Regions from separate parts of the Mus musculus genome. Here all the other regions are linked to region 7. Evidence: chromatin contacts called from public Micro-C and promoter capture Hi-C data. All regions are on one chromosome and are shown on one strand. The core of a region is the stretch at or near the end of the contact, and the rest is flanking DNA. Distances in the headings are between cores, read along the strand shown.

What was found. Promoter capture Hi-C pulls out the DNA fragments that hold promoters and counts their contacts. A called contact is a pair of places that touch in the nucleus more often than the background predicts. Capture Hi-C pulls out chosen DNA fragments and counts their contacts.
Region 1: a promoter capture Hi-C map of embryonic stem cells shows a contact between it and region 7. The contact joins the promoter of Rtn4r here to the promoter of Smpd4 in region 7.
Region 2: a promoter capture Hi-C map of liver shows a contact between it and region 7. The contact joins the promoter of Ppil2 here to the promoter of Smpd4 in region 7. A contact is called at or near these places in 1 of 39 promoter capture datasets (pre-B cells) and 2 of 9 other capture datasets (liver and pancreatic islet).
Region 3: a Micro-C map of embryonic stem cells shows a contact between it and region 7, with 4 times the contacts expected there. The contact joins the promoter of Dgcr6 here to the promoter of Smpd4 in region 7. A contact is called at or near these places in 5 of 39 promoter capture datasets (the C10 cell line, the SN4741 cell line, cranial neural crest and 1 more), 1 of 484 Hi-C or Micro-C datasets (embryonic stem cells) and 1 of 9 other capture datasets (adipose tissue).
Region 4: a promoter capture Hi-C map of pre-B cells shows a contact between it and region 7, with 5 times the contacts expected there. The contact joins the promoter of Ube2l3 here to the promoter of Smpd4 in region 7. A contact is called at or near these places in 10 of 39 promoter capture datasets (the C10 cell line, the HPC-7 cell line, cranial neural crest and 6 more), 4 of 484 Hi-C or Micro-C datasets (embryonic stem cells, granulocyte-monocyte progenitors and pro-B cells), 3 of 115 datasets of contacts at active chromatin or transcription factors (embryonic stem cells, large pre-B cells and pro-B cells) and 1 of 9 other capture datasets (liver).
Region 5: a contact with region 7 is called in a Micro-C map of embryonic stem cells, with 6 times the contacts expected there. The contact joins the promoter of Tmem191c here to the promoter of Smpd4 in region 7. A contact is called at or near these places in 4 of 39 promoter capture datasets (the C10 cell line, liver and pre-B cells), 1 of 484 Hi-C or Micro-C datasets (embryonic stem cells), 1 of 115 datasets of contacts at active chromatin or transcription factors (embryonic stem cells) and 2 of 9 other capture datasets (adipose tissue and pancreatic islet).
Region 6: a promoter capture Hi-C map of adipose tissue shows a contact between it and region 7. The contact joins the promoter of Ess2 here to the promoter of Smpd4 in region 7. A contact is called at or near these places in 2 of 39 promoter capture datasets (erythroid cells and liver), 7 of 484 Hi-C or Micro-C datasets (CD4 T cells, CD8 T cells, the HL-1 cell line and 4 more), 3 of 115 datasets of contacts at active chromatin or transcription factors (bone marrow-derived macrophages, memory CD8 T cells and microglia) and 2 of 9 other capture datasets (adipose tissue and liver).

What each region holds. Positions count from the first base shown.
Region 1 is chr16:18,126,331-18,129,030 of GRCm38.p6, reverse strand. It overlaps Rtn4r (reticulon 4 receptor), which reads right to left and starts at 1,389. Exons shown (of 2, transcript NM_022982.3): 1 at 1,129-1,389. The coding sequence starts at 1,150. It overlaps Gm52241, which reads left to right. Exons shown (of 2, transcript XM_030249377.1): 1 at 1-390; 2 at 824-1,417. The coding sequence starts at 367. The coding sequence ends at 1,417.
Region 2 is chr16:17,109,937-17,112,636 of GRCm38.p6, reverse strand. It overlaps Ppil2 (peptidylprolyl isomerase (cyclophilin)-like 2), which reads left to right and starts at 1,385. Exons shown (of 21, transcript NM_001252444.1): 1 at 1,385-1,494. The coding sequence starts at 1,463.
Region 3 is chr16:18,064,964-18,067,663 of GRCm38.p6, reverse strand. Dgcr6 (DiGeorge syndrome critical region gene 6) reads right to left here and starts at 1,261. Exons shown (of 5, transcript NM_001289814.1): 1 at 1,065-1,261; 2 at 808-968. The coding sequence starts at 1,174.
Region 4 is chr16:17,200,108-17,202,807 of GRCm38.p6, reverse strand. Ube2l3 (ubiquitin-conjugating enzyme E2L 3) reads left to right here and starts at 1,316. Exons shown (of 4, transcript NM_009456.2): 1 at 1,316-1,373. The coding sequence starts at 1,347.
Region 5 is chr16:17,275,025-17,277,724 of GRCm38.p6, reverse strand. It overlaps Tmem191c (transmembrane protein 191C), which reads right to left and starts at 1,425. Exons shown (of 10, transcript NM_177473.3): 1 at 1,257-1,425; 2 at 968-1,091; 3 at 838-888; 4 at 686-763; 5 at 475-531; 6 at 324-383; 7 at 133-197; 8 at 1-56. The coding sequence starts at 1,411.
Region 6 is chr16:17,910,026-17,912,725 of GRCm38.p6, reverse strand. Ess2 (ess-2 splicing factor) reads left to right here and starts at 1,378. Exons shown (of 10, transcript NM_022408.2): 1 at 1,378-1,564; 2 at 2,470-2,638. The coding sequence starts at 1,421.
Region 7 is chr16:17,618,054-17,620,753 of GRCm38.p6, reverse strand. Smpd4 (sphingomyelin phosphodiesterase 4) reads right to left here and starts at 1,400. Exons shown (of 19, transcript NM_001164610.1): 1 at 1,320-1,400.

The sequences.
Region 1 (2,700 bases), core at 140-2,639, 510 kb before region 7:
CTCTGTCTGGGTCCAGCTGCCCGGAGCATCCCTAATCAAAATCCAAGTGTGTCTCCATGGGAGTGGGTCTTGTTAAGGGGCCCCACCATGTGCTAAGCATGAAGATCGCAGCAGGCAGGCTGCATAAATGCATGTATGGTCATAGGTGTGTAGGCAGGAGTGAGGACAGAGCTATGCACCCGAGTACAGGGATGTGCTTATAGCATTTATGTGCATGTGCACACTAGGGCAGATTTGGTATGCATGTGCACTGGAGGTGTGCAAGGCTGTATGTAGCCCATGTAGACACGTGCAAAGAAACGTGTGTGCAGCCTGCGGCACCATGGACATCAGCAGGGTAGATAGGGTGGGCACCTGGGGAAGGCAATGTGTTCACCCCAGATTCTCCAGGTAAGGCATGTCCAACCTGCATGAAGCCCATCCTCCCTTGCCCCTACTGTGGGGGCTTTGCAACCGGATGGGAGGAGGGAATCCCACAGGGCTGCCAAGGAGGGGGTGTTTCGAGCACCAACGCCCCTCAATGGAGCCGCTCACTCTCAGGAGCTCTCCCGATCTCCGAGGAGGAGACATTGCCTTGCGTGTGTGTGTGTGTGTGTGTGTGTGTGTGTGTGTGTTCTCCTCTCTACCTGCTCCAGAGATAGCTCTGGGATCGCCCTGTCCCCCACGCCCTCTGCTGCTGCTGACACCCGTATTCATCCCTACTCCGTTTGACCCCAAAGAAACAGCTTCTGAGCAGGGTTCGCTGGGCAGACCCCATCTCGGTCCGGTGCCCACGTTTCTGCAAACCCGCTCATTAACCCATTCGCCGCCTTTGCGCTCTCAGGTGGGACCCCGCCCTTCCAGCCCTCAGTCTCCACCCGGCCCTGGTCCAACATCTGGAACCTCGTACCCTCCATCCCTGGCCCCGCCGTCGCTGTCAACTTTCCCGCAAAGCCGCAACTTTTGCGGCTGCCGCGGGCTCCGCCCTCCCAGGGCCCAGTTGCTAGCGGCCAGCGCGCGGCGTGGCACTGCGGTGGCCCTCGGGAGCGACCGGCGACCCGGCTCCATCTCTGGCAGCGTGAGCCATGCCCTGCGTCCCCCCCGCCCCGCCCCGCTGCAGCCTGTCTCCGGAGCGGCGCTGACACTCACCTCCGGAGGACGCCCTCTTCATCTTCGGGGTCGAGCGGGGCGCGTCGGGCACTGGAAGCGGCTTCGGGGCGGGCGCCCGTCTGCGCGCGGCCGGGTCCGCATCCAGGCGCCGCTGCTCCGGCCCGGTCCCGGCCCGGCCGCGGGACGAGGCTCCGGCGCTCCGCTCTACCGGGCCGGGCTGGGCTCGCGGGCTGCGGGCGCACAGGGTGAGGGCGGCGGCGCGGACTGGCGGGGCGCTCGCAGCGCGGGCCAGGAGAGGATGAATGTTTTATGGGATCATGTGGTTTGACGCGCGGAATCCGCCCGGTCTCCCCGCCGGTCCGGGCGGGGCGGGGCCGGGGCGGGGCCTGGCGCCGGGCGGGGCGCTCACCTGGGCGCGCCGCGCTGGGGCGGACCGGTGGGTACGGGGTGTAGGGCAAGCGGGCGGGCGACGGGAGGGGAGGCGAGGGTGTCCGGAGCGCGGTGCAAGTGGCAGGACGCGCTCAGCCACCCGGTGCACGGGCCACGCGCGGTCCCAGACAAAGGCGGCGCATTCCTGAAGAGGCGGCGGCCCCTGCAGGCGGCCGCGGGCACCGCGTCCCGGAACCGGCCGTGGGCGCGGGCTCGAGGGCGTGGCGGCACAGGCTGAGTCCCGAAGGGAGTCCTGGGCATCGGACAGATGCAGCAGGCCTTTGCATGGCCCGCCTCCGCTTGCCCCTTAAAGCCCTTTGCTCGAAACTGTCCTAGGCGACTGGGTAAGAAAACTGAGAGGCAAGGTGTAATAGCGCAGTAGTGCTCTCTCCAGCTTTGTAGTTCCCTGTCCCAGGAAGGACACTCAGGCTTTGTCTGCACCTGCCTCTGCACAAGCTCCTATCATTTCCCCTTTGCAATGGAGATTACAAAGTCCGAAGAATCCTCTGGACCCACCCTCCACCAAGCCAGATCAATATAAGGCCAATGTTCCTAATGGCAACCCCCCCCCCCAACATGTCCCATCTCCCATTCCTGCTTGGGTGCTCTATCTGGAGTTCTTAGGTGCATTCTGGGGTGGGGTGGTGGTAGAGGTGCTTCGGCTGGCTGCCAGGTCGTTGTCTGTATCTGTCCTGCACATTATCTAGCCAGAGAGCTGGATAGGGCCCATGGTCCGCCTGTCTCAGTAGAGAAAGAGAACACCCAGTATGGCATAAGCTTCAGGGGTGGAGAGCGCTGAAGAGCCTGCAATGGAATGGCTTTCTGGCCATATATGGAAGCTACACTGCTCGGTCCTGCCCTGGCTGTGTCCCCAACCACACCTCTGTGTGCTTTGTCCCAGTTGTCCTTGTTCATTTGACTTGGATTTTTCAGGTCACTGAAATGTGTGAGATGAGGTTAAGGCAGGGCAGGCACTCACGGCCACTTCTTCATTGGATACTGGTCACCAAGTGCCACCAGATTGACCCCTATGTGACTCAGTAAGTTCTCATTTCCACTCCCCACCACATGGGAGGCTGGCCACCCAGTGACAGATGAATAACCCAAAGCCAACTTCAAAGAGCCAGCAGAAGGCCATGGCCTATAGCCTAGACCAACACCTTTCTCCCAGTGTCCTCGAAT
Region 2 (2,700 bases), core at 136-2,635, 510 kb after region 7:
CTCACTGTAGACCAGGCTGGCCTCAGACTCATAGAGATCTGCTTGCTTCTGCCTCCCAAGTGTACACCACCATACTGGGCTAAAAGATCTTTTGAGGTAAGATTTATTTGGAAGGCAGAAGTTATGAAGTAAGAAGCTGACAGGATGACTGCCTTTGGCTAACTGGGTGGATGGTGGTCCTTGTTAATCCTGCCAAATGAGAATCAGACCAGTGACCCAGATTTTTTGGTTGCATTTTCAGTTAGACAGGGTTATCTCCCTAAAGTAGGATTTGAGAGCATAGTCTCAAAGGAGAATTTTTTTTTTTAATATCCCCCAAACTGCAAGGCTAGGGGGTTTCTAATGTTTTATGTTTATGTAGGAATTTGACAAGACATCTTAAAATTATTTGGTTGAAGATCTTATCAGGAGGTTAGGGTTAGGGTATGGAACATACCATTTAGCATCAAAGTGGAGATTTGGAACAAGGAAATTAAGAATTCTTTGATCAGCCAGGCGGTGGTGGCACACACCTTTAATCCCAGCACTTGGGAGGCAGAGGCAGTGGATTTCTGAGTTCCAGGCCAGCCTGATCTATAGAGTGAGCACCAGGACAGCCAGGGCTACACAGAGAAACCCTGTCTCAAAAAACAAAAACAAACAAAAACCCAGCTTAGGGTGGAGAGATGCCTTAACAAATAAGAGCTGTGCAAGTCTGGCAAAGAGAACCAACTCCTCACTTGTCCTCTGAGCTCTACACTTGTGGCATGGCCACTATTTAACCACACACACAATTTTAAAAAGGAAACTTGGGGCCGGGCATGGTGGCACACTCCTCTAGTCCCAGCACTCGGGAGGCAGAGGCAGGCGGATTTCTGAGTTCGAGGCCAGCCTGGTCTACAGAGTGAGTTCCAGGACAGCCAGGGCTACACAGAGAAACCCTGTTTCGAAATACCAAAAAAAAAAAAAAAAAAGGAGACTTGGGACCCATTCTCCCGGCACATGAGACCCAGACCAAAGATCTGGCCACAGAAGGAGCAGAGAGGGCTTGGTCATCTGCCAGCTGATGGGCCTGAAGGGCGTGGGGACCGAACGAGAGAAGAGTTGAGTATACACATGGACATGGCTTTAGAGAAGGTGAAAAAGGTTGAAGATCTTTAGATACAAAGGAGGTGAGTCTGAGTGAGTCTGCCTAGCATAGCATGGACTGAACAAGTAGCCAGACAGTGCATAGAAAAGTTTTTGAGGGCTTGGGGGAGGCAACGCAGTATGGTGGGAGACAGGAAAAGTGGATTCTACTCAAAGTTAGCAAGCTTCAGCCTAGCACGGTGCCTGCACCCAGCACCTGGACACCTGGAAACCACAATTCCCAGAATGCTTTCTTCCAACTTCCGGGATCCAGTGCGTCGATCTCCGGAAGTAGTTGAGAAAGCGGAGGCGCCATAGTCAGTGTCTGCTGTGGTCTCTTCGGTTTGTTGCCACCATGGGGAAGCGACAGCACCAGAAGGACAAGATGTAAGTTGGGTCGCGTCTCTCGTCTCAGCTCGTCGCCGTGCTGAAGGCTATCATCTGAAAGCCTCAGCTCTCACAGGCGCGGTCTCGTCCCTCAGTGCAGCCTACGCGGGCCAGGGCGTTCTACCGCCGGACTAACTAACTTCCGGGATTTCCCTACCCCTAGCCTTTCTGCGAACGAGTTTTGCCCCTGAGTTGGTTGTCCGCTTCGTCCTGGCTCTAGTCTGAGAGCCTACACACAGGCGACAGCCTTCAAGTTGAAGATAGGCGGGTCGTGCTCCATGTTCCCCTCCCATTTGCTGCTGCTGTACTTTCTGTTTTCTGTTGTCTCTTCAGATGCTCCCCGCCCCTAGCTGCTTGCAAGGATATCTTTGACTTCTGTATTGCCAGATCTAGTATCCAGCTTTTCAGTCCTTGGGCTTCTTCCCTTTCCAAAAGTAGCCTTTAGTGAGATCTTACATGCGCTTAGTAGTTTTTTTTGTTTGTTTTTGTTTTTGTTTTTGTTTTTCAAGATAGGGTTTCTCTGTGTAGCCCTGGCTGTCCTGGAACTCACTTTGTAGATCAGGCTGGCCTCGAACTCAGAAATCCCCTTGCCTCTGCCTCCCGAGTGCTAGGATTAAAGGCTTGGCGCTTAGTAATTTAATCTGCGAATGATCTCTATTTCATTCCTCTTTGCTGGGCTTCCCCTCCCCTTGTCCCAGACCTCGGGGGTGTTTCCTTCATCCCTGTGGTGGATCTGTTCAAAGAGTCTCTTGCACTAAGTCAGCAGCTTTCACTCAGTTCTCCACTTGGAAAACTTACAGCTTTTTCAAAACTAGTATGCTAAAAGGGAACTTGATAATTTTCACACCTAAGCCTGCCGTTTCTTATCCTAGCTCAGTGGTTACATAGTGGGTCCCTGATTTACTATATATAGACTGAAGACAATTCTCATCCTAACAGAAGAACAACCGCACAGAGCAACTGGAGCTATGTTAGATCATGTCTGGGTCCTGCTCAAAATCACCCACCAGCTTCCCATCACACTTAGGCAAATAGAGAGTACTCTCCTTGATCTTTGACTCATTTTTGACTCGGCCGCTGTCCTTGCTTCTGTGTCTTTTTCTGCTGCTACGTACCTCATCACACTCTTCCTCTGCTGTCTCCTTTCTGGAACAGATTCAGCTTGTCCTGTTCCAGCCTCAGTAAGTGTTATTCCTGTAAAGGGCT
Region 3 (2,700 bases), core at 12-2,511, 450 kb before region 7:
AAAATTATTAAAAAAAAAAAAAAAAAAAAGAAAAAGCACAGCCACTCAAACATTTGGTGAAGAACTAAAGCTCTCGGAGAACAAGAGACTTCTCAACACATTCTGAGGCATTACCTTCATCCCCACACAAATATTACAAGATGCATTCCTAGAATACAATTCCTTTCTGGGATTTAGAAATCAATGTCTCACGAGAGTAACAGCAAAACCATCTGATCATCTCCACAGGAACTGCAAAAGATTTCAACAAAATCCAACACCTATCTCTAATGGGAAAATCCTGTCTGGCAGCACACAGGCATTGCCAGAAAGGCAGAGTATGTTTGCATGTAAATGTAGCCCAATATAGAAAACCTGCTTAGCAGGTGAGAAGCCCTGGGTTCAGTCCTCAGTTTCAAAATCCAAAGCAATAACAAAGCCCAAAGATCTATAACGTAGCATGGGGACATCGTCACACTATTCTTTCCTAAAATGTTTGAACCGAGTCAAGCTTGAACAAATAAAATGGAAAGGAGATCTGATGGTACAACGGAAGATGCCTAGTATAATTTATAGGAGGAGGTGATCAAGCCTGATACTCAATGGGAAGGTGCTGGAATAATGGATTATCTCTGTGGTAGCACACAGCTATCAACAGACCTACAAGCAGCGAGGTCCATCAAGCCTAGGAGGATGTGGGTACTCTAGGGAACGCGAGTAAGAAGTTTCTGGACAGCAGACTAAAAGGATCAGCATGGCTCTGCACCCCCTGACCCGAGGCTCCCGCGGCTAGGGACGCCCTAGGGAAGGTCCCGTCGCCCCCTGCACCTCGGTGTTCGTTCTGCAGCCGCAGTCTCTGGTTGTAGAGGCTCTTCTCAGTGAGGTGCTGAATCTCCAGAAGACCCTGCACGATTTCAAACACCGTTCCGTCGAGCAGCGCCAGGGCCAAGTCGCTGAGCGTGGTGTAGGACAGGCGCTGCTGAAAGGAGCTGCGGGTAGATCGCCGGGTGAGCGCGGCCGCGGCCCTGGCCCCGGCTCCGGCCCCGGCCCCGGCCCCGGTCCTCCCGCCGCCCGTCGCCGCGCACCTGGGCAGCTCCTTGACCAGGCTCTGTAGTGCTGACAGCAGCTGGTAGTGCCGCTCCTGCTGCCGGGCCCGATCCGCCGCCTCATCCCCGGCGGCCGCATAGCGGTCCATCGCGCGGTTTACCGCGCGGTCCCCCGCCGCCCCTCTACTCGGTCTCCTAGGGTGCCCCGGCGCGCCCCGCCCCCTCACGTCATTCTCCAGCGCGAACGACGCATGCGCCCCGCCCCTCCGGTCGGTCTCCGGCCGTTCACCGTGGTGCGTCAGGCACAATAAGACGCGCTCCACCCACCAGGGAGACTGCTTGTAAGCGCTTTGTCCTAGGGAGAAGAAATAGGGGCTCGCTGAGCTCCCAAGTGGTGCTGACCTTGGAGGTGCGCGCCCAGGGCTCTGCATTCTGGTGTTTTAAAGAAGCAACTCTGGCCTGCTGGGTGTTTTAAAGAAGCCAGTCTGGCCTGCGCCTAGTGTGCGCAGACTGAGGCCACTGGAAGCTGGACACTCCCAGCGGGTTGTGATCCACCCTGGGGGACCTCAGGAAAACAGTACGGAGGAGAGCCAGCTTCTCTTTAGGGTTCTTATTCTCATTAATAAAAGACTTTAGGACAATTTTATTAGCGTTAAAGGATACCCCACCCCCACAAGGAAACCTCAGCGACTGCCTGGAAGTGGAGAGTAGATGAGAAAAGAGTCTTGTGAAGTTGAATTCATGCTGGCTCAACAGTCCTTTACCTACTGAGCCAGCCCCAGCCCCTGACAGTGTCCACATTCATAATTTAGTTTGCAGCATGAATAAGAGAAATGACACCTTCCTACAGCGTTTTTTTAAATAAAAATTACATTCCCTGATGTGCCATCTTTTTCCCTTTTATTACTATTTTAAAAATATAACTCTGTTGAATCATCCTGGTTACTTTCTTTTTGTTTTCCCTTTTGCCACGATAAGCTCTGAAGTAGTGAATTCAGATCTGGGTAACATAAATTACAGTGAAGAAACCTTGTGAAGTTTGAATGCAAATGACCCCATAGCCTCAGATATTTGGAAACTTGGTCCCCAGTTGGTGGAATTACTAAGGAAGGATTAGGAGGTGTGGCTTTATTGGAGAAAGAGTGTCACTGAGGGCTGGTTTTGAGATTTTAAAACATACACCATCCATACATTCTCTGTCTGTCTGTCTGTCTCTGTATGTCTGTCTCTGTATGTCTCTCTACCTCTGTCTCTGTGTCTCTCTTTGTCTCTCTCTCTCTCTGTGTCTCTGTCTGTCTCTTTCTGACTCTCTGTCTCTCTGTGTGAGTGTGTCTGTCTGTCTGTCTGTCTGTCTGTCTGTCTCTTTCTCTTGTCTCATCACTACCAGCACCACCTCATGCTTTTGAATTAAGATATAAGCTATCAGCTACTTCCCCAGGGCCATACCTGCCTACCTGGCTGGTGCCATGCTCTCTACCATGGTGGTCCTGGAGTCACCTTCTGAAGCTGTAAGACCCCCAACAAACCCTTCTGTAAGTTGCCTTGTTCATGGTGTCCTCGCAGCAATAGAAAAGCCTCTGAAACACCTGTGCATGGAGAAATAATTTGCATGAATAAATATACTCCAAAGTAACTGTAATTTAATGTTGACAGTATACCAAATTATGGTGAATCA
Region 4 (2,700 bases), core at 67-2,566, 420 kb after region 7:
TTATATTGTTTGAACCAAATTTGAAAACCTCTGAATTAAGTGTCCTGAATATTCTGCTGAATGAAAGCAATGCATTCTCTTCACATTTCTGTCGGCCTCATGTTGCCAGCTCTGTACTGCTAGTTTCTCCTTAGAGCTTCAGCCCTTTTGAGACATGGAGTCTGGGGTCTTGGTGGCCTAGCCCACCATTCCCCCACTGGTGTCAAGTGATTTTCCCTTAGGGAGTCTATTAATTTTAGATAGAAAGGGCATCAAAAGACCAAAGCAAAAATCCTTTCTAATGGGCACATGGATGTTACTCATGGAGTACAGGTACTTTCAGAACTTGAGGGTGGAAGCTGGAGGATCAGGAGTTTAAGGTCATCTTTAGTTATATAGTGAATTTTGAGGCCACCTTAGGCTACATGAGGCCTTATCTACATCTCATCTCCCAACCTCCAACACTTCTCCACTTGTAAAAGCACTGAGTGAGTGTAGGGTTTGCCTTCTGGCAGTTTCTTTCTTCCTCTCTGGATATTTCAGCCATTACTAGGATCATACTATGTAGCTAGGCTGGCTAGAATCTATATTCTGCTTGCCTCTGCCTCCCTCTGCAGGAATTAAAGGCACAATCCACTTATCTTCGGCTGCCCTGCACTGTCTTATTCATGGTATTTCTTCAGTGAGCCTTCCTGAGAAGCAGATCCTGTAGTTCTTGTGTGTAGGAGGCTGTATGTGAATGTTAGTGTGGGCGTGCACACACATGCATGTGGAGACCTGAGGTCCACAGAATTCTTTCCTTGTTTGTACTTTACAGGTTTTCTCCTTGAATCTGAGGCTCACCATCAATTCAGTTAGGCAGGTTAGAAAAAGAACTTCAGAGATCTAACTGTAACTTACCTCCCCTAGTGCTAATGACCATGCTTGCTTCTGTGTGGGTTCTTGGGAACCCAAATTCAGGTCCTTCTTGATCAGGCAGGCACTTTACCGATTGTATTACGTGTTCAGTAACAGAATAACTTTCTCATCTCCCAGTTTTGATTTCTTCACAATGTTTAGTAGTGCCTGAAATAATCTTGATTATTCTATTATTTTGTGTACACACTATTTATAGTGCACCTACTATGTGTCAAGCACTGTATGTACTTGCCATAGGATTGGAGGCGCCATAAAGTAAGGATCTTTAACTGTCCAGGTCACTCGAGTCTACACAGGATTCTATAGCCCTGGGACCTGCACACAGTAGGCACATTTCTCTATTCCGCGCTCTTCCCGGTTAGCCCCTCCCCCGCTCCAGGAAGTGAGGGGGTTCTAGCCGCCTGGCCTACCGCGATGCATTTTGGGAAAGCAGCAGCACCAGATCCAAGATGGCGGCCAGCAGGAGGCTGATGAAGGTAAAAGCCATTCTCTGGCGCTGGCCAGGCGGGGGGCGGCGTCCCCGGGCCGGGACCCCTACGGCGGGCCGCGGTTCCTTGGGGCGACGCCGTTCTTCATCCCTCATTGCGTGGCCCCGCTGTGCCGCGTGCGGAGAGATCTAACGGGGCCGCCTAGGCCGCAGCCTGGGCGGGAGCGCAAGGCCGCGCTGAGAGCCGCCGCTGCCGGCCCTTCGGATCAGCCTGGGCAGTTCTCGAGCCCCCTCCTCCTGGAGCGAAGCCGGGCCCTCCGTCGCAGCGGCCGCGGTCCGGGTCGAGGACGCCGTTGATGTGTGGGCCGGGCCTGGAGGCCCCAAGCTGGGCGCCCTCGGGGAAGAAAGCCGGAGCCCCGGCTGGGAGTACGCGCCGCGGAGCCGCCCGGTCCTGGGCCGCGGTCGCCGTTCTCTGAGCCCCATTCCGCCAGCCCACAGCTCCGGGACCGGGAGGCTGCGAGGCCCGAGACGGGAAAGGAAGGAGGAGGGCAGGCGGCCAAAGTTAGGTCAGTTAGTTGGTGGTCTTTTGAAATTGTGTTGGGTCCACGCAAACTGTCGCCTTGTGACTGCAGAGTCACACAGCCGACAAGTTCCAACTCTAGGAAGGCGTGGGGTCGTCTCCCTGCGTAGCTAGGTTCTCTTTTCTATCCACCTCTTAGTCATCCGCATCTCCTTTCCCTGATGAAGGGTGGGGGTTGGTTTCTGTCGTTGAAATCAAAACCTGCCAAAGTTTACGAAAATAACTTGGTATACGCACTTTGTATCTTGAATGTATGGGAGTGTCACTTCACTAATTGGCTCCTTTGGTGAAGCATACAATATAGGTGCTCAGTTGGAGTTTTTCACGAGTAGATCTGCGGACATCCTCTAAAGATAACCCGCCAGTGTTTGAGTGCTACCTGGTAGTGCGGCCGAGCTCTCGCCGGACCGGAAATAAAAAAGGTCGCAGGAGCTGGCTCTTGAGACCAAATTTGTATTTGGTTGATGGAGTCACTGGAAACAAAAGAAAGCCATTTGCTCACTGAAACCTAGAGAGAACATTTGATAAAACTAGAGTGGAAGTGGGCACAAAACAATTGTGATCAAACCCCCTTATCTGTTCTGCGGGTGACACTCCATCATTTACCTACAGGAAAGGAATGCTAATCACTTCCGTGTTCAAACCCCAAAAGTTGTCGTCCCTTCAGCCTTGTGGGTTTCAGTTTAGGAAGATTTCGTGACTGCATGCTGTTTTCTTGTAATTTGATGACATGAATTCATCTGCCTTTTCTCAGGTCCCCTTCTCTATCCTTTTCCATGGTTACCCTTCTTGGGCT
Region 5 (2,700 bases), core at 176-2,675, 340 kb after region 7:
CCTCCTCCATGAGTGAGCCCGCGCAGTCCTGCACCGGACGAGGCTCTGAGTTCCACCTGCAGGACAGGCGCGGAGATGAGCCACCAGGCTGGGCCTAGCACCTTCCGACGCCCTCCAAGTCCCAATTCTTACGGTTCCGAGCCACCGCGCGTAGCCTCCAGCGCAGCTGCTGCCTCCATCACTTTCCCCTGCAGCTCCTGAAGGATGGCAATAGGGATTCAGGGCAGAGGATGCGCTACATCGCGAGTCAGAGAGTAAGGAAGAAAGAGTCGAGGCCGCAGGGCATTCGAAAGAGAACCGCTGTCAGAAACGAGGGGTCACACCTGCAGGACTCCACTCTGCTCCTGGAAGCTGGCCCAGGCCTCTTCTGTCCGCTGCGCACCCTAGAAGCCAGGGGCTTGGTATGAGCATCGCAATGACAGGCCCTCCCCACACGCCTTCCCCCCCCCCCCCAGAGTCCAGCGCCATTCGCACCTGCCGCAGGTCCTCTGCCTGCATGCTGAATTTGGCCTCCGCCAGCTCCAGATGTTTCTTCGGGAGGATTCAAGTGATGTCAAGAACCTGAAGTCCTCGCACACCACTGGGCCTCGAGGCTCGGTCCCCGGCCTTGAAGGCTGATACTCTGCCCACAAATGCACATAACCCTGCCCACAGCCATACTCCGCCCACAGCCCCGCCCAAGTACCTGCAGCGCCACAAGCTGGTTCCCTAGTTGCTGCTCCGCTCGCTGTTGACTTAGCTGCTCCCCTCCATAGTAGAAAAGCTGGGGACCGAACTCGTGAGTGCCTGGCTCAAGGATCTTGGGGACTAGGGCATGATCTGAGACACTGCACGTACCTGACTGGACAGTTCCTCCCACTGTTCCTGCAGCTTCCGATTGTGTTGCTCCTGCGAACAGGGTCCAGGCTGTCTAGGCCCCTCCTCCAGCCTAGCCACCCCGGGAGCCGCCTCTTGCTCTTGCCCGCACCAGGTCCTGCCGGTGCTGCTCCGCCGCCTCCAGCAGCCCACGAGCCCGCTCCGCACGCTCCCGTGCCGCCTCACATGCCTCGCCTCGAATGGCTCGTGATGCTTGACTTCGTCTCCGCTGCAGGCTACACGGGGGAGGGGGAGAGGGGGCGGAGAATTGGTCTGGGATAAAACCAGGGAGCAAGATATTTTGGGAAGGAGCCGCCACCAGCCTGAGAGTTCCAGACTAGGGTCCCACTGCCTGGAGCGAGACTGCCAACAAGCCTGCCGGGGCCTCGGTGCCCTCGCACCTGCGCTCGCGCTCCCGCAGCTCCTCCAGGCGCCCGGTGAGGCTCTCGCTCTCGGCTTCCAGCCCACGCACCAGCTCTTCTAGCTCCTGCTTCCGCAGGCGGCCATCTCGGTTGTCCTTCTGCAGCTGCAGCAGCTGCTCCTGCGGCTCAGTCATGGCTCCAGAGCTCCGCCCCGACCTCCACCGCCTGGGTAACTTGGTGGCCCGCGTCACAATAGGCAGCAGAGGGCGCCCGAACCCAACCGAGACGGATCACGCCCGACCAATTCAGGTATACAAAGCCGGGCTTGGTTGCCCACATCTGTAATTCTATCTCTTGGAGGTGTGAGGGCACGAAGATCAGGAGTTCAAGGTCATCCTTTGCTACATACGGAGTTTGAAATTAGCCAAGGCTACATGCGGACCTGTCTCAAAAAAAAGAAAAACAAAACAAAAAACAAAAATATCACAGTCCAGATCTGATTGGTAAAAAGTTACTAAAGTTCTAAGGAAGGACCAGACTTGATGGTCCGTACCTTGTAATCCCAAAATACTAGAGGCTGAGGCAAGATCACCTAGAGTTCAAGGTCAGCCTAGAGGTCTAAACAAGACCCTGACTCAAAAGAAAATGAGGGCCGGGTGTGGTGGCCCACGCCTTTAATCCCAGCACTTGGGAGGCAGAGGCAGGCGGATTTCTGAGTTCAAGGCCAGCCTAGTCTACAGCCTGAGTTCCAGGACAGCCAGGGCTACACAGAGAAACCCTGTCTCGAAAAAACAAACAAACAAACAAAAACCAAAGAAAAAAAGAAAGAAAAAATGAGAGGGTTTGAGAGATGGCTCAATGGTTAAGAGCACTGACTGCTCTTCCAGAGGTTCTGAGTTCAATTTCCAGCAACCACATGGTGATCCACAACCATCTATAATGGGATCTGATACCCTCTTCCGGTGTGTCTGAAGACAGCTATAGTGTGTGAGTGTGTGTGTATGTGTGTGTGTAATCTTTTTTTTTTTTTTTTTTTTTAAAGAAGGACTGAAGACATGGCTCAGCGGTTAAGAGTATTGACTGCTCTTCTAGAGGTCATAAGTTCAATTCCCAGAAATCACATAGTGGCTCACAACCATTTGTAATGGGATCTGATGCCCTCAAGACAGTGACAATGTACTCATATAAATAAAAATAAATAAGTCTTTAAAAATAAATAAATTAGCCAGGCGGTGGTGGCACACGCCTTTAATCCCAGCACTCGGGAGGCAGAGGCAGGCGCATTTCTGAGTTCGAGGCCAGCCTGGTCTACAGAGTGAGTTCCAGGACAGCCAGGGCTATACAGAGAAATCCTGTCTCAAAAAAAAAATAATAATAATAATAAATAAAAATAAATAAATCTTAAGAGCCACAGTAGCTGTAACTACTGTAACTACAGGCTAAACCAGGTGTGCCTCACCTTAGATTCTGAGTGACCAAGCAG
Region 6 (2,700 bases), core at 129-2,628, 290 kb before region 7:
AGAGTTATGGATAGTTGTGTGTCACTGTGTGGGTGCTGGGAACTGAACCTAGATCCTCGAGAAGAGCAACAAATGCTTGTAACGGATGAGCCATCTCTTCTGCCCCCTCCATACTCTTCTTGGTGTATCTTTTCCATCCTTAGGCTACAGTTCCCACCTCTATGTCTCCAGTCCAGGCCTGTCCCCTGAGGTATTTGTCAGTCTGTACCTCTGACAACACCTGGAAGCCCACAGGCTTGCGGCAGGCACCATATATACAACAGGCCATTTTCCCATTCACTGTCCTGCTAAAGGCACGTTAAATCATAGAGTTCTTGATCATTAATTGCTATTATTACCGGATCATACCCAGTCCAGCCGATTTCACCTTTAAACATATCAATAACCCCCCAGAAACTAGCTCGTGTGCAGCTTCAGGCGCACCAACCTCATGAAAGCTGCATTCCCTTGCATGGTAACCATTGCAGCTTTCTCTGGTTTTCACCTGAGCTCACTTAAAATAATGTTTCTTGACAGGACTCCAAAGATACTGTGCAGCCTGGCTCTCCCCCTCTGGTGTCATCTCCTTCTTTAGCGCACTGTGTGACTAAAGGTCTGTTTTGGCATTTGCCTTGCTCCACCCCGCTGCTGGGCCTTCCCATTGCCTGATGCCCATCCATTCATCTTTTCCATCTACAACCATGTTCTGCCTGGGGAAATGCCACTTGACATGTCCTGTGTAGCAGTTGAGATTCTCTGAGTGCAGACTTATTGCAGGTCACAGTTGTAACTTTACACACTGGCAGCATGATTTAACATTTTTCTACTGTATGGTCAACTCTATGGATGCAGGGACATGGTCATAAAGTCCCCAGTGACTCACAATGAAGGACAAGATCATTGGAAAAGCAAAATTGTAATGAATCATTCTGGGCTAGAGCTTCTCCCACCTAATTCATGATCTCCCTTAGGAAGAAAGTTCCACTAATGCTTTCAGTGAGAAGCCCATCCTGGCAGACAGGGAACTAATAAATCCAACCAGAGATTTAAGACCCTTTTGTTCTTTCTTTTCATTTAAATTTTGTTAGATAAGTATACGGGAAGAATTGTCTTAGTGTTCTTTTTCTGAGTTTGGAAGTCATAACCAAATTTTTTGAAGTATTTAAAAATGTCTTTGAAGCATCTGCATTTTTTTTTTTTTTTAAAGAATTGGAACTTTTAACAGAGGGACTGTGGCGTCAGTCACTCTACAGCTCCCCCTAGTGATCATAGTCTAGATGGGCATGAGCAACGCGGGTGGGGATAAAAGACTACAACTTTCTTAAGATCCGGCGCTCCCAGTGACATCATTGGAGCGCCGGCTTTGTTACAAAAATACTGCTTCTCCATTGGCTGGCTGTTGGAGCGGTGCAGACGCCGCCCGAGCGATTCTGGGATAGCGATGGGGACGCCCGGGACCTCGGCGGGTGCTCTGTTTCTGTCCTCCGCGTCCGCGCCCTCAAGGAAGCGCGCGGCTGGGGAGGCTGGAGAGGCCGGAGTTGCGAGAAGCAGGCAGCGGGTCCTGGATGAAGAAGAGTACATCGAGGTACCAGCTCAGTGCGAGCGCTGGCGACTTCCGGGCCCCTCCCCCTATTCGCGTTCCTGTCCAGTCCTTTGAATTTTTTCTGGTCCTGGCACTCTCAGCCGCCCTTGGAAGTGGAACAACTGTTTTTGGGTTGGAAAGCATTGAGAACCAAGAAAACAATGCAGAAGTGGGCATCCAGTTTTCTGTTGAGAGTCAAGGAAATAGTTTCTTGTATAGGTAGAATTTTGACACGTTTTTCGAGAGATGGTGAAGACGACTTTTTGGAAGGCTGTAAAGTGTCAAAGGCTGGGGGTCCCGGAATTAGACAGTGGAACTGGCTTCGTCATTGAGTGAGTGGGTCTCAGTTGCTCCTCGAGTTAAGGGTCCAACTGCAAACACGCTGGAGGACAGACCGACATAGGGTTGGTTTTAGACTGGTTAGATTTAGGATGCTTCTGGGATATGCTGCCTTGTACCATTGCCGTGCAGCTGACTGTACAGACTTTCAGCTTCACAGCAAGGGCGGGCTGGATCTGAAATCTTGAGGACTTTTTCTTGTGGTGGCGATAGTGGCGACTGGCTTTCAAGAGAAAGGTTTAGATTGAAATACAAATTCATGGGTGGGTGGAGGATGACAATATCCACATTAGTCTGGCTGGTGTTATAGATGGAGCCAGCAAAGAGAAAGATCAGTTAGTGAGGGATTTCATGGGCTTCAAGAGATTGTTCAGTAGTTAACTGGTACATCAGAGCTATGTGGGATGACAGCCTTACTAGAAAAGACAGTTCTAAACCTATCTTGTAGATGACAGTTGTCCAGCTAGGCAGAAGGGAAAGGTCTAAGGGGTGGAACATGGACAGTGGTGGATTGTGCGTCAGGACTCCCAGATGACAACTCTGGCCTTTGTTCTGATTGCTCATGGCAGGGACTTCAGACAGTTATCCAGAGAGACTTCTTCCCTGATGTGGAGAAGCTACAGGCACAGAAGGAGTACCTGGAGGCCGAGGAAAACGGAGATTTGGAGCGCATGCGCCAGATTGCCATCAAGTTTGGCTCTGCCCTGGGCAAGATATCTCGGGAACCTCCACCACCCTGTAAGAGGACGGGTGCTGCTTTAGAGGGCTTAGGGAAAGTCTGTTATCACGTAAGGCTCACT
Region 7 (2,700 bases), core at 151-2,650:
AGCAGAGCCAAGAGTCTAGCAAACTCCTTACAAATCTCGTGTCTGTAAGAGAAGGGTGAAGCAAGTAATGTGTGCTTCTTGCGACAAATGAAGAAGTTCTATGAAGGAAGAATTTGAACTCACCACCAAAAATTAGGCATAGCCCTGCAGCTTCCTACCTCCCAGTGCCTATGGTAAGAAACACAAAACAATCAAGAGCTGGAAAGAGCAGAGAGCCTACTGTGTGCCACCGATGGACTAGTGATAGCTTTTCTGTCTCAGCCCTGCTCACTACAGGAGAAAAGGTGCTAAGCTGGCAATGCCAGTCTGCAAGGAGAGAAGCCAGACAGTAGGAGTTTAAGGCAGTTGTGGTTTTGAAAGACCACCAATCTTTGCCATGTGGCAAGAGAAACAATTCTTAGGTTTTGGGTTTTGTTTTGTTTTTTTTTTTCCAATTCTTAATTCAGTCTCAGTGTTAAGGAAAACTGAAAATGTTTCAGTCCTGACCTACATTGCAAACTACCATGAAATGATCAGGGCAGCATAAAATTGTGGACTACTCGATAAGGGCAGAGATCTAAAGGAGACAAGAAGTCAACTCTCTCCTCAGAAGAAGCAGACAGTTGAAAAATCAGAGATGTCTAACGAAGGTCTTTCCACGATTCCACGAATAGGGCAACGACACTGATACTCTTGCTTTTAGGCCCTGTCACCCACGCCCGAAGCCAGCGTGCATGCAGTGCCGAAGGCCTTTGCTTCGGTCGACCCCTCAAAGTCCACTTTCTTCAAGAACTGCTTGCGACTGTTTTTGAGGTTTCTAATGACTACGAACTCCAGCCAAGCTTAGCGCGCCACTGTCAAGAACTCCCTCGGCTGACTCTGAGAAGCTGCGGCGTGCCCTCATTTGTTGATCACAACTTCCTATACCTCCAAAGTTTCGAGACTACCCTATTACATTACAGAGGAGGAAACTGAGGCTCGGGAAAGTCGCAAGGTAGAACCTAAACCCACAACGAGTTCTACTACCAAACATCGCTAGCTGAGCCCAAGGTTCAACTTTCCCTCCAAGTCCCCCTCCCTCAACTCTCACATCGAGCGTTCATCCACCCCCTACCCGGACCGTCTGCGAGGACCACGCAGGAAGGCGGCAGAAAGCCATGACCCTGGAGAGCGGCGTGAGGTTGCAGCCGGGCCCTGGGCTCCCGGCCGGCCCCGTACAGGCCGAGCTGTCGGGAGGCCCAAGTCCCCCACAGCTCGAGGAGGAACGGAGCCAGCCTCGGCGGGGACCCGAGAAAACCGCACGGTGCTGGGCTGCCTCGCGCGCGGCTCCCGCCACTCACCTGCCGTGCTGATAGCACAAATCTCGAGCTTCTCAGAGAAGGGAGCCGCCATTCGGACACTCGGCGCCTAATGTCGTCATCAAGCTGCGCCGGGTGCCACGCCCCCTTAGTTTGGCGGGAATCCGAGAGGATCAAAGTAAGGTCTGAAATACAGAAGACAACAGGAATACGCGTCTAGAAAAATAGATATAGGCAAGACTTTTCAACACTGTACTTCACTGACACAGAAATAGCCTGGAGAATTAAAATGGGACTACATGAAATGAAAAGTTTCTAGAAAGAGGTTGTTGCCCTGGTGACACACGCTTTTAATCCATGCGTTCTGGAGGCAGAGGCAGGCAGATCTCTTGAGTTCAAAGCCAGAGGTTCAAGATAGCCAGGATTACACAGAGAAACCCTGTCTTGAAAAGACAAACAATCAAGCAATCAATAATTGAAACTTCTTTGAAAGAATTCTTCCTGGTTAAGAACCAACAAATATACAAGTACACAAATAACACCCCCACCCCCAATAAACCAGGTGTTGGTGGCAGCACACGCCTTTAATCCCATCACTAGGGAGGCAGAGGCAGGCAGGCAGATCTCTGTGATTCTGAGGCCAGCTTGGTCTTCAGGGTGAGTTCTAGGACAATCAGGGCTACATAAACCCTGTCTCGAAAACAAAACAAAAATCCTCATACTTCTTAAGCTAATAAAAATTTTAAAAGTTGTTTTTTTAGAGCCCTTAAAGAGTGCTTCAAGGAAGAAACCTGCACAAAATAGATAAGTACATGCAATCCTAAATACCCATCATCCAACAGGATTTACCAAGTACCCAGCATATGCCAGGCACGGTTCTGGGTGCTGCTACCTAAATCCGTCTATCAGGGATCTGATCGTCAGGCAGCGGACAGCTTTCCACCACACCATTCCCATGGCTAACATACTGCCCTATTCACATTAAGCACTCAGAACAAGTCAAGCAAGTATGTAAAAACCTCTCGGGATGCTTGCCCTGGGTTGTTGGAGCCGCTACAGACTGGGAGCTGCAGGGCCTGGCAAGGAAAGAGGTGGCCAGTAGCTGGCGCTGTGGAGGCTCCTCACCTGCTAGACTGCAGCGAATTCTGCAGGGTGGAAGGGAATTGGGGTGGGGAGTGGTGGTCAGGGGAAGAGGCGGGAGAGGGAAGTGGAGGAGGTACGCGGGCCCAACACTCACCTTTTTCAGGGTGCTCGACTGACAGAGGCTAGACTCAGGGCTTTCACAGGTCTGGGGGAGGCCACGCTGCAAAAGCTGGGCATGAAGGGAAAAAGGTGCTGAGCACCAAGGAGATGGGCTGCATGGACTTGGGCAGGTTGCAAGTCCCTGCAGACACGCCTGCTTTGGAACTCTTCCAAATCTCAT